2 separate regions of the Hordeum vulgare genome follow, and region 2 is linked to region 1. The links are chromatin contacts, called in public Hi-C maps. All regions are on one chromosome and are shown on one strand. The core of a region is the stretch at or near the end of the contact, and the rest is flanking DNA. Distances in the headings are between cores, read along the strand shown.

The links. Hi-C and Micro-C count contacts between places; a contact is called where the count stands out from the background.
Region 2: a Hi-C map of seedling shows a contact between it and region 1, with 1.9 times the contacts expected there. The contact joins the promoter of LOC123443718 here to the promoter of LOC123443716 in region 1. A contact is called at or near these places in 2 of 6 Hi-C or Micro-C datasets (leaf and seedling).

Annotation. Positions count from the first base shown.
Region 1 is chr3H:311,971,196-311,977,513 of MorexV3_pseudomolecules_assembly, forward strand. It overlaps LOC123443716, which reads right to left and starts at 3,196. Exons shown (of 3, transcript XM_045120213.1): 1 at 2,516-3,196; 2 at 2,317-2,422; 3 at 1,695-2,009. The coding sequence starts at 2,683. The coding sequence ends at 1,792. It overlaps LOC123443717 (a long non-coding RNA gene), which reads left to right and starts at 3,344. Exons shown (of 4, transcript XR_006630796.1): 1 at 3,344-3,553; 2 at 3,667-3,788; 3 at 3,875-3,927; 4 at 4,845-5,085.
Region 2 is chr3H:312,137,122-312,142,975 of MorexV3_pseudomolecules_assembly, forward strand. It overlaps LOC123443718 (NADP-specific glutamate dehydrogenase), which reads left to right and starts at 1,662. Exons shown (of 15, transcript XM_045120217.1): 1 at 1,662-2,570; 2 at 3,009-3,135; 3 at 3,226-3,427; 4 at 3,979-4,065; 5 at 4,141-4,200; 6 at 4,294-4,380; 7 at 4,800-4,871; 8 at 5,015-5,070; 9 at 5,152-5,237. The coding sequence starts at 1,964.

The DNA of each region.
Region 1 (6,318 bases), core at 1,946-4,445:
TAAAAGTGAAAAAACATCACGCAAAACAGAAAAGATTAAAAGGGGGTTTCGAACCCAAGATCACTGAAGTAGAGGTGGGTTGAGCAAGACAGCTCACCTACGTGTTATTCTTGAGATTGGAAGCTATTCAAAAATAGTTAAAACATGTGTGCTTGAGGATGCACATGTGTAAGCGGGCTGAGCAAGCTAGCTCGGCTACACAATATTGCTGGTATTGGAAGCTATTCAAAAATAGTTGAAACATGTGTGTGTCACAATGCAGATGTGTATGTGCACGAGAAAAAGAACCAGAAGAAAAGCTGCGGTGCGCGGGACTCGAACCCAGCAACTCCCGGCTGTGTGCAAGCACATGTGATCACTCGGCTACGGCTTGAATCTTCTATTATTAAAGGGGATCTGTCGTTGTCGTGATGGTTTGACCTCGATCCCCCGCCTCGTTCGCTTTCCACCTCCCCTCGCTAGCACTTCCTCCGTTAGCAGTTTCACCGATTTTTTTTCATCCCTCCATAAACCAAACGATTAAATACAAAAAAAACCCGGTTCAACCATCCTCAAATCGGCAGAAACGAGCGAAGACCCCCGCAGAAATCCAGCCCACGGGCACGGCCCGGCAAAAATGAAACAACCGTAAACCCACGCGCACATATCCCACGCCCACGATTCCGTCTCTTCCGAGAAAGTTCGCGGTTGCGACGCCTTAGGAACTACCAAGTCGCGCGGTCTCGCAGGAGAGTGCGGCAATGGTGTCGACGGCTCAGGAACTGCCAAATCGCGTGGTCTTGCAGGAGAGTGCGACAACGGCGTCGCGGCTCAGGAACTACCAAGTCGCGTGGTCTTGCAGGAGAGTGCGGCAACGGCGTCGGCGGCCTGGGGCAGCGGGCAGTACAACAGTCGATCCAGTAATCACGTGGTCTCGCAGGAGAGTGTGGCAACGCGTCGGCGGCTCGGGAACTGCCAAGTCGCGTGATCTCGCAGGAGAGTGCGGCGACGACGTCGACGGCCTGGGGCAACGGGCTACATAACAGTCGATCCGGTAAATCCACACCCTAGCTGCAATCTTGACATCTCCTTTCCGATGCCGCCTCAACGGAGAAATCCTATTCACTACCCACTGGGCTGTTGCGCCGCGCATCCACCTAAGATTGCCTCCTAGCCGTCGTTAAATTGGCCGCCTAATTCCATGCATGTGGTCGTTAGACGAGCCGGTCCATCGTGCCTTGCGCTCCACCTAAGATTGCCTCCTAGCCGTCGTTAAATTGGCCGCCTAATTCCATGCATGTGGTCGTTAGACGAGCCGGTCCATCGTGCCTTGCGCTCTGTGGCCGGAAAGCCGTATGTGGAGGCATGAATATTATATTTAAAAACGGAGGGAGTAATATATAACTACAACAGAATAAACATCATTTCAACTCTAAATACATCATAATACAAAATAAAAACTAAGCTTATATAATTCTGTCTTATATAATTCACAACAAGATAATAAATATGTCTAATACAAACAAACACATCAACAGGCTTATATAATTCAGAGCAACACCATGATTTTTTTTGTTTCACTACACGGAGGCAGAGAAACTGACTATATTTTCTGTAACTGGACTTTGAAAGATTTATTTTCCATTATTTCCGTAACTGACTAAATGTACAGGTATACTGTAACGGACTAAATGTACAGGTATATTTTCTGTAACTGACTAAATGTACAGGTATATTTTCTGTAACTGACTAAATGTACAGGTATACTGTAACATATACATTAACAGAAATTTGCTCTGTAAAAGAGAGTTTTTACAGAACCAACAGACATAAAAGCATCATAATATCCATGCAAAAAAAAAAAGCAGAATTAACAGAATTCAGATCATGGTAGTGGCCTTTCCATGCTGTCTCTCTTGGAGTTGAATCATTCCTCATCACAACATCATCTTCATTGTCGAGGTTGCCATTGCCCCTCCTTCTGGTTTCATCCATGCTCATCCTATTAATATAAGGCACACTTCCATTACCTATAAATTAGAGCAGCAGAAGTAAGCATAAGTATAGTTCAACTTTATTTGCCAAATATGGTAATCTGTTTTAACACACATGCAGCCAAAGTTGATACAGTTAGTTGCAGATTACCACATACAGTTAGTTAGTTAGTAATAATCATGCAGTACAAGAAATTAGATACAGTTGGTTGCACATTACCACATACAGCTAACTACAGGACAAAAGAGGACTACAGATTACCACATACATCTTGACAAAAGAGGACTCGTACAGGATTGACTACAGGATGCCAAATAAACATGCATGTGAAGGATTGACTACCTTGCTCAGCTTGCCGACCTGTAGCAGCTCGAAAGGCAGCTCGTGCGTGAGACGTCGGGGCGCTGCCCGAGCCCTGCATGCGCCGCCTGCTGCCACTGCCGTCGACCTGTTCACACCAGGTGAACTATCTTAACATCTCATTTGTTGACTAACTGAGCAGCAAGATTAGGGGGAGAGAGAGAAGAAGAGGCAGGCCTACCAAATCGAAACACATCAGGACCAAATCGAAACACATCAGGACCAAATCGAAACACATTAGGGGAGAGAGAGAGAAGAAGAAGAAGAACATGGCCCGGGTGAGGAGAATTGTGCATCCATGGCGGCGGGGTGTGGTCCAAGGTCGATGGCGGCGTCCCGAGACGGCCATGGCGTGGGCGCGGAGCAGGCACCCCGTCACGCCACTAAGCAGAATCACGCGCGGCCGAGGACGTACGACGGGGCCGACGGATCTGCGAGCGCCATGGTCGTCGCCTCACCTGCTCGCTCTCCCTCTTCTCTTCCCTTCCCTTCCCTTCTAAAAACGGGAGGGGGGACGTTGCGGGCGGAGGCTGGCCGGAGGAGACGGGCGTGAGGTGCGGCGGCGGGGTGGGGAAGGAGCTTCGCCAGATCCCGTCACCGGAGATGAGGGAGGCGGCGTTGGAGGGGGGACCCGGTGGTGTCCCAATGTTGGAGGGGGTTGGTGGGGTGGGGCGGGAGGGGAACGAGACCGCCACACTGCCACGTGCCGTCACCTTCCCCTTGGGCGCCGTGCGGGTTTGCCGGCCGGCCCTCCGGCGGCGGTGCTGCGGGGAGTTGTGATGGAGGTGGGAACCTGGGCGGCGGGGCGGCGGCGTGGGCGATCGTGAGCGTCGTGGGTGAGGCGTTGAGACGGTGGGAGGACCTGTGGGAAGACTTTTAGCCATAGAAGACGATGTACTAAGGGGTTTTTATTAAACTAATCTGCTGGTTTATCGTCTGGTTTATGGGGGATTGAAAAAAAAATCGGTGGAACGATGGAAAGGCTAGTGGGAGGAGGGGGATCGCTTAAGGCAGTGACGACTCTGGAGAACTGGACACGGACGACAGCGACACGACGAGGGGATTTGACTCTCGTGGATCACGGGGCCTCATCGGCAGGTCAACGCCCCTACTCCGTGCTGCCTCGACTATGGCTGCCTGAATCAACTTGGGATTCATGCTCACCTACATGTGATCTTGTAGTTGCATTGCAAAACACATGGTTAAGTGCTCCTGAAGGGTATGACCAATGAAGCGGCACAAAAGTGCCTCGGTTAACTCGATTTATCATGATGTCATATTCTTTTGTTGCTGCTGATTCTACTAATCAACTGTGATTCTGCAAGTTTTCAGGACGAACGCTGCTAGAGATCAATAAATCCTTCCACGGTGTTCGCAACATTTTGTATGACAGGTCCAGCGACGGGGCATGCCCGAGCTACTGCTCCTGGTGTGGCGTGCTGTGGAACATCAGTGTAAGAAGCTCTCTATTTAAAATATCATGCTCTGTTGCCGGCTGCAATATACGATAACTAACACATGTTCATGTGTGCAATGACAGCAACCTGTCAGGGTTCAATCATGATGGCGAAATCTCATGGCCCACATTGCAATGTATGATGTTACTTGTTACATTGTTTCCTGAAATTTAAATGGTTTCAGATGCGTAATGAGTTTCAGTAACCTGTTTAATATTTTTTGTCATATGTAATTATTTGTAGACGAATGAAAATTCGGGCAAATGACCAATGAGATTGGTGATTAATCTTCTTCTGAGTTCATGCGGTGCTCTAACCCAATAGATGATTTATATTTTTTATGAATGACAAGTGATGGTAATTGATTTCTTTGATGCATAGTTGTTACATTATTTATGTTTTACGCTCCACTTGAAGACTAACGTTTGTATAGTGGCAAAATAAAGATTCTTTTAATGCACACAAGTGAGCTAGAAAAGTTTCCATGCTACTACAGTTTAGCAGTACATGTATGAATCTTGTGGATGAATTCTGAAGTGACAGACCAATTGTACTTATAGGCATCGCTTGGGCATGCAGTCCTAATTTATATTTCTCGACAATTTAATGATGTTATTTCTTTGTCTGCAACAAATAATTATCTATCCATTTAGCTCTATAAATATTTACTTCTTTTCCAGTTCACAATACTTATGTCATCTCCACCTCTATGGAGAGATTCACAAGCAATTATAATTCCTGCATGTTTTTGAAACTATTGAGAAGTCCATTTCTCTTGAGAGCAGAGATGAACGTTGTATTTTTTAAAAATTTCTAGGAGAAATTCCTTGTAGGAATGCAACAAGTTAGCTCTCCCAAAATAGAACACTAATGCTTTTCCAAATATAACACGACGTTCATCCATTAATCAAAATATTTCTTGAACCATTTTGACATTCTTTTTGTATCTTGATTTCTTCAAAATGTAGATTTCTTGTTGTATCTTGATTTCTCTTAATCTGTACTATTAACTACCAACCAACTTACTTACTTTTGTTGGATGTAATTTGCCAGGAGAAGCAGAGTTGTGACATACACCAACGATGACCAGATGATTGATATTCTTCTTTGAAGAAGAAGCTGGCAAATTATATTTCACTTTTCTATTGCACGTGGTAGATGGTTAAAAGATTTGTCATCACTAGCTTGGTACTGTAAATGGTTCCTACATTGCGGACATGATGTTCAGTTTGTGTCTTTCTTCACTTGTAAATGGTAGATTTACTTGATGTGAGAAAGTAGGTTAAAAGTCTCTTCGGGTTGTTGCACATGTTTTCTCTAGATAGTTTGTTCTTAGCCATCTCACTTGATCATTGTTTGTGAGTTCTGTTTCTCATATATCTATATCTTTGTACAATTAATTAGTGTATCTTTGTACAGTTAATTAGATTTCTAATAGGCGCATATTTTACGTCATGGTAATTACTTTCGGGGTCCTCTCTTGGTTGTTTTAAGTTGTAATAAGTGACTCAGGTGGAACCAATTCAGTAGACATGACCATTGCAGGAAAGCCATGGGTGTTCGGGCGCAAAGAAGTTCCAAATATTGTAAGTTGAAATTTTATCTATGGTGCTTGGTATTTTGTTTTCCACTGAACACTTTCTGCAATATTTGATAGTTATTTAAGTATCGGATATGTCGAGTATTTAACCAAAAACTATCACAATTCATGCCAACGTGTCCAGGAACTACCACAATACGATTTTGTGAGAAAACTACCACATTCAGCCTAATCTATGGCAAAAAACTACCAAAAATTTAACTGTGTGTTTTAGCTATTTTAACAGATTTCCTGGCAAGCCAGGGCCACATGTCAGGTTGACCAGATGGTGAAACGGCACATGCAGCTGGCCGCGGTGGCGCTGGTGCACGGCGCAGCAGAGGCGAAGCCATGGCGTCTTGCGTGCGGCAGGTTGAGTCGCAGCAGCGGTGAAGCGGCACGGGTGGCTGGCCGCGATGAGCGAGGTGCGGTGAGGTGCTTGGACGCGGTGAGCAAGCACGGGCGTCTTTAGCGCGGTGCAACGGGAAACAGACCACGAGGCGAGGCGCATGCTAGCGCGGCGGGTTTGAAGTGCGCGGACACAAAGGCATGGCGGCGGCGGGTGCAGCCGTGACGGGCCGGCTCGACGCCTGCTGCGGCTCGGCGAGCGGGAGAGGCAGAGCCATGGTGGTGGCAGGGTGGCACCCTGGGCGAGATGGAGTGGTGGTGCGAGGCGCGGTGAGGGCGTTAGAGACGAGTCGAGGCTCGGAGAGGAGCGCGGAGGCTGAGGCGCAACAACAGCTTGCAGGCGCGTGGCAGCGGCTGGCCGAGGTGGGCGAGGAAGCACTCCTGATAAAAGGTTTGAGCGCTCGCATGAGCTCCTGGTCCGAGGAGGATAACGACGATGAGGAGCTAAAATGGTTTGCAGCGCCATACAGTCCATGGCCGTCGTCGCGGACATCGCCTGCGTGGCAGCCGGCTTCACCGGTTTGCTGGATCCGGACGACC
Region 2 (5,854 bases), core at 412-2,911, 160 kb after region 1:
CCTCCACCTCCTCCCGCTCGCCCTCGCCCTCCCCGCCCCCGGCCGCCGCCCGCACACTCCACCTCCTCCCGCTCGCATCCCGCCATCCGCCTCCCGCCCTTCGCCCGCAGCAGGCCGGCCCGAGGCGTCCGTGCCCTCTGCCTCCCTCAGCAAGAGGTCGGCCCGCCCCCGCACCCTCCGCCCTCCGCCTCCCGCCCCCGCGTTGCCCCGAGCTCTCCTCGCCGACCCGCATGTATGCATTTTTTCTATTTTTTGTTTATTTTTTCCTTTTTGATTCATTGTTAGCACTCACAAATTTTTGTTTTGTGTTGTGTAGATGGAGGTGTTGTCCGATGATTCCGGTTGGTCGTCATCAAACGATTCGGACATTGAGGAGTTGCTTCAAGATGATGACATTGGGATGATGGGCCTCCTCCTCGACGTGCAAGAGTTTGAAGACCACGCGAAGCTGATGGATCAGAGGAGAGGGTCGAACATGGGGCGAGTCACCATCTACCGGAACCGCGGTCTCGGACACGAGCATTTAATGCAAGACTACTTCCCGGAGGTACCGACATACCCACCTCGCCTCTTTCGAAGAAGGTACATAATGCGTCGTAGTTTGTTTGTGAAGATTGTCACCAATTATGAGGCCGCCTCAGATTACTTCAAGCGTCATAGATCCACCGCCGGTATAATGGGGTTTAGCGGGTACCAAAAGATATCGGCTGCAATGCGGATGCTCGCCTATGGCACACCCGCGGACTATACCGACGAGTATCTTCGCATTGGACAAGATACAACTCTTGTGATTGGCCAACTCTTGTGAAATCTTCACCGATGGAATTTACCCCGATTGGGCAACTCTTGTGAAGTCCATCAAGGAGAAGAATGGGGTGCCCTTAACCAGAAAAGAGGATCATTTCACCAAGGCATAAGAGGCAGCCCGCAAGGATATCGAGAGAGCTTTCGGTGTTTTGCAAGCAAGGTTTGCCATAGTTCAGGGTCCAACTCGTTTTTGGGACAAAAAACCTTGGAGAACATCATAAAATGTTGTGTGATTCTACACAACATGATCCTCGAGGATGAGTGAGGGTTAAAACTGCCTTGTTTCTATAACAATGTTGATACCCGTGTGCAACCTTAAAGAAACCCTTGTCGCTTACAAGCTTTTCTTCAAGCACGTCGTCACATTGAGGATGCAAACACTCATGGTCAGCTCCGAGATGATCTAGTAGAGCACGAGTTGCAGTTGGCTGGGCGGCGCCAAGGCCCATGATCTATCTTTGTTTACTTTTATATGTCCTATTTGATTGAACAATTATTGTAATTTGCTTGAAAACATTGTTGTAATAATTTGAATGATTATTATGTGTTTGAAAGTACTATTCGGTGTTGTAATAATAACTAGAATGATTATTATTTTCTTCAAACCGTTATTGAGATGATGAAAATTATGATATGTCAAATGACACTTTTAAGAGTTGGGGTTGCGGTAAAGACTAGAACCCTTAAATCCAACCATTTTTAGTTTTTTTTTAACCCTTAAAACTATAAAAAAAATGTTAATTTTCAATACTTAAAGTTTGAGGATTTAAGGATACTACCAGTGATGCTCTAACGCCTCGGTGCTTGCCAACTGTGTCGGTCGACAACAACGATCTCAGCCGTCCACCAAGAATTAGACGCCCAACCTTTCTCCGCCTTGTCCGAAAACGCGACCAAGCAGCAGCCACCGCGGGGCGCGGCAGTGTCTCCCCGCCCTCGCAGTCTCGCCGCCGCCGAAGCCCCTTGCTCCCGTTCTCCGCGCGCCAGATCGACACATCCCTCGATCTCAGCCACCGCCATCGCTGGCGCCGGCTCCGCGGCGCCCAATTCCTCAAACCCTAGAGCCAAATCCCCCATTTGGCCGCGCCTAACAGAGTCGGATTTACTCGGCGCTGGCTGGTGCACTGCTCCTCCGCATGTCGCACCGCGTGTACACATGAACTCGTCCATGGACGAGATCAATCTGCTACGGCAGCATCAGCGACACCAGCAGCACCACCTGTCGGTGCGCGGCATCGGTGAGGAGATCGACCTCGAGATCGACCAGTGTGAAGATCCCACTTTCTCCGGCGCCGCACTCGAGGGCGTGACCTCCCACCACCCTCAAGACCCCATCGTCACAGCGGATGACCACAAGAGCTTCCTCATCCCGTGCTCGCAGCCTGGCGGAGTGGACGGCCAACCGCAGCCCACGCCACCGCAAGCAGAGGAACGGGCGGGGATGCCGAGGCTGTCTTCGCATACCAAGAAGAAGAAGAAGGTGGTCAAGAAATGGCGGGATGAGTGGGCAGACACATACAAGTGGGCCTATGTGGCCGTGCACGACAACACCAGCAGAATCTTCTGCACTGTCTGCAAGGAGTATGGCCGCAAGCATCGCCGGAACCCCTATGGGAACGAGGGGAGCAGGAACATGCAGATGAGTGCGCTGGAGGAGCACAACAATAGCTTGCTGCATAAGGAGGCGCTCCGACTGCAGTCAGCCTCCAAGGAGAAGGTGCAACTGCAAACTCCTGAAATAGAGAGGCCGGTTTATGTCAAAGGTTGGTGGTGTGGTCTGACCTCCCGCGGTTATGCAGTGGGTTTGTGTGTCGATGTTTCAAGGGGTTAGGAAATGTATACCAAGTTCTTGCTTATTAACAAGTATAGTTTGATTTTTGCTTTTTGGTATCTAGTTTTATGTCATAATGTTTTATAATATGTTTAGGTGTAGTCGTAGTAAGAACTTTTAATTTTTGTTAGTTTGATGATCCCATGCCAACGGTACACAGTTGGCAGTGCTTTCGTGTTAGATTCGAGGAAATGAAACATAGCCTAAAGCAAACAAATAGATAGGTCTACGTTCCAGTAATCCAATCTTCCGCTCAACAGTTACTAACTACGTATACCTAATTCTGGAAGCTTTTCGACGCACTCCGTTTTATATCAAACTGAAACGGTTTAAAAGGTGTACTTATCTTAATTTTCATTTCCCATTTCAGCTTTGTCGAAAACAGCAGCTTCAATACTTGAATCTCTCTTCAAGAAGGACCCTCATGAAGCTGAATTTATACAGTCTATACAGGAGGTGGTTCATTCTATAGAACCAGTTTTGGTGAAGAACTCACAGTTAGCTCTCTCTCCCTCCCTCTTCCTCTCCCCTTCCCGAGGAACAGTATGTCCTCAAGTATAACATGATTTCTGATGTTGATTTTTCAGATATGTTCAGATATTGGAGCGTTTATTAGAACCTGAGAGATGTTTTATCTTTAGAGTGCCATGGGTTGATGACAGAGGTGAAGTTCATGTCAATCGAGGTTTCCGTGTGCAGTTCAGTCAGGCTTTAGGTCCATGCAGAGGTGGTCTCCGTTTCCACCCTTCGATGAACTTAAGTGTGGCAAAGTTTCTAGCTTTTGAGCAGGTATTAGCATACTTGTCCGACAAGCATTTTTCATGTAAACAAACCTGCTGCTACAACCTGTTCTTCATTTTGTACCATCTGTTTTTCTGCTTTTGTATCAGACTACCTTTGATTCAGTTATTGTAAAAATTGATATAATGCAGTAATGCACCTACAAGTAACGTTAGCTTTGATGCATATTGTAATGACCCCCCCCCCCCCCCCCCCCCTTATTTCATACTAGATTGTAAAGCCAATGACATGTTTTGTAAGAAAGTCTTCATTTTATTTTGTGTGCATACGATGGGGATTTGCGTGGAGTGCAGATGGTGGGAATTTGCACTGCGTTTACTTCTACCACGAGCACATAAATGTCTAATAGTGTGCAAATAGAGTCAAGTTGTATAAATTTTGGGTGCTTGCAGTGCTATACGACGATTTGGTAATCTATTAGCACGTATTGGTATTGAGAAGCGAGCACTAAACTGAGAGGGTTATTTTCAATGGATGTCAAACTTGCAATCTTACATGAGAATTCAATGTACCATTCTAAGCAATTTCCCTTTGTGCAGACTCTGAAGAATGCTCTGTCACTATATAAACTTGGAGGTGCTGCTGGAGGGAGTGATTTTGATCCAAAGGGTAAAAGTGAAGTTGAGGTATTCGTGTTGTATTTTATTTCCTCTGGGCAACATTATTTACTGCATATAAATATGGATATTTTTCAATGCCAGGTAATGCGCTTTTGTCAAAGTTTTATGGATGAGCTGTATAGATACTTGGGCCCTGATCAGGTACCTCGCATTGTATTATGTGCATTCGTTCAGAATTTGCCATTTACTTCTAAATTAGAGTGGCGGAAATTCATGCTTCAGTTTCTGCTGTAGGATTTTCCTGCTGAAGATGTTGGTGTTGGTCCAAGGGAAATGGGTTTCCTTTTTGGGCAGTACAGACGCCTTTCTGGTCATTTTCAGGTACACCATAGTACCATACATGTTACACAAAATAATGTTTATGATGATCCTCTTTAGGTGTCGTTCTTGCTGTTGTTACTCACTAAGAATTTATCTAAAGCATTCCCCTTCCCTATTTAGAATATCGGGACATCTTTTTAAAGTTGCTTTTGAATTTATAGTCCTCTACTGGATAATACTATATTCTCATTATAGATGTCTGACTAAGAATTTGTTCCATGAAGTGTTAGTGTATTTGTACTCATTACATTCTCTGAGAAAAGGTCTTCCTGTCCTAATGCTGAACTTGTCTCTTGGTTCTACTAGTCCCTTTAGTCTACTTGAAGACTGTTTCATTTGGTTTCTACTTTCAGTTCTTTTGTTCAAATATCTTTTCTCTTTTCTGTAGATTTCATTGCTGTTCTTGACTTCTTATGCAGGGAAATTTTACAGGGCCTAAGATCTTCTGGTCTGGTTCTAGTTTTAGAACAGAAGCTACTGGATACGGGCTGGTAAAGTGGTATCTTAACTCCTCTTTTGAGCACAACTAGTCCATATCTTTTCACGTGGCACAGTTCTTTCACAAAGTAATACTTTTGCCACATGTGCTGATAATTTTTTTCTATTAAAACAAATATTGCATAACTTGTTGCAGGTATTTTTTGCACGTGTTGTACTTGCTGATATGAACAAGGAGCTCAAAGGATTAAGGTTGTTGACAGAGATCCATTTGTTTTACTGGTATTGTAATTTATCGATTTGACAGCTTTCTAATGTGTGTAATTTGTGCAGATGTGCGATAAGTGGTTCCGGAAAGATAGCAATGCATGTCTTGGAAAAGCTTCTGTCGTGTGAAGCTATTCCTGTTACAGTCTCGGGTACGCAGATTTAAAGCTCAAGGTGAATTACTTAAACAGGAAATATCATGAGGTACATTGGTGGGCAGGAGCATAATCAAAAGTCTGCTAGAATTTGGTGAATTGATTATTTGTCTTAAGTAAATGCATATCCCCAAGACCCACAATAGTTCACATTATTATTACTACTTCCCATCGAACATGGTTGATATAGGGCATCGACTGTAACTCTCAAGGGGCATGTAGTTACGCATTCTTCTTTTTTCCTTTTCTTTTCGGAAAGGAGGATAACCGCCGACCTTTGCATCGAGCGATGCCCACAACCATCTTTATTACTACCTCCGTTTCTAAATATAAGTCTTTTTAGAGGTTTCACTAGCGGACTACATACGGATGTATATGGACATATTTTAGAGTGTAGATTCACTCATTTTGCTCCGTATGTAGTCACTAGTGGAATCTCTAAAAAGACTTATATTTAGGAACGGAGGGAGTATATTATATCAATAGAGACTGACAAAACCAAATACATGGATCAACGCAAAGCCACCTTCATGGCGATATATGTTACTACACCTACTAGCTCGATGATGTGCCCTGAGCATGCATCAACGCACACCATGTAATCCGTCGGCCTC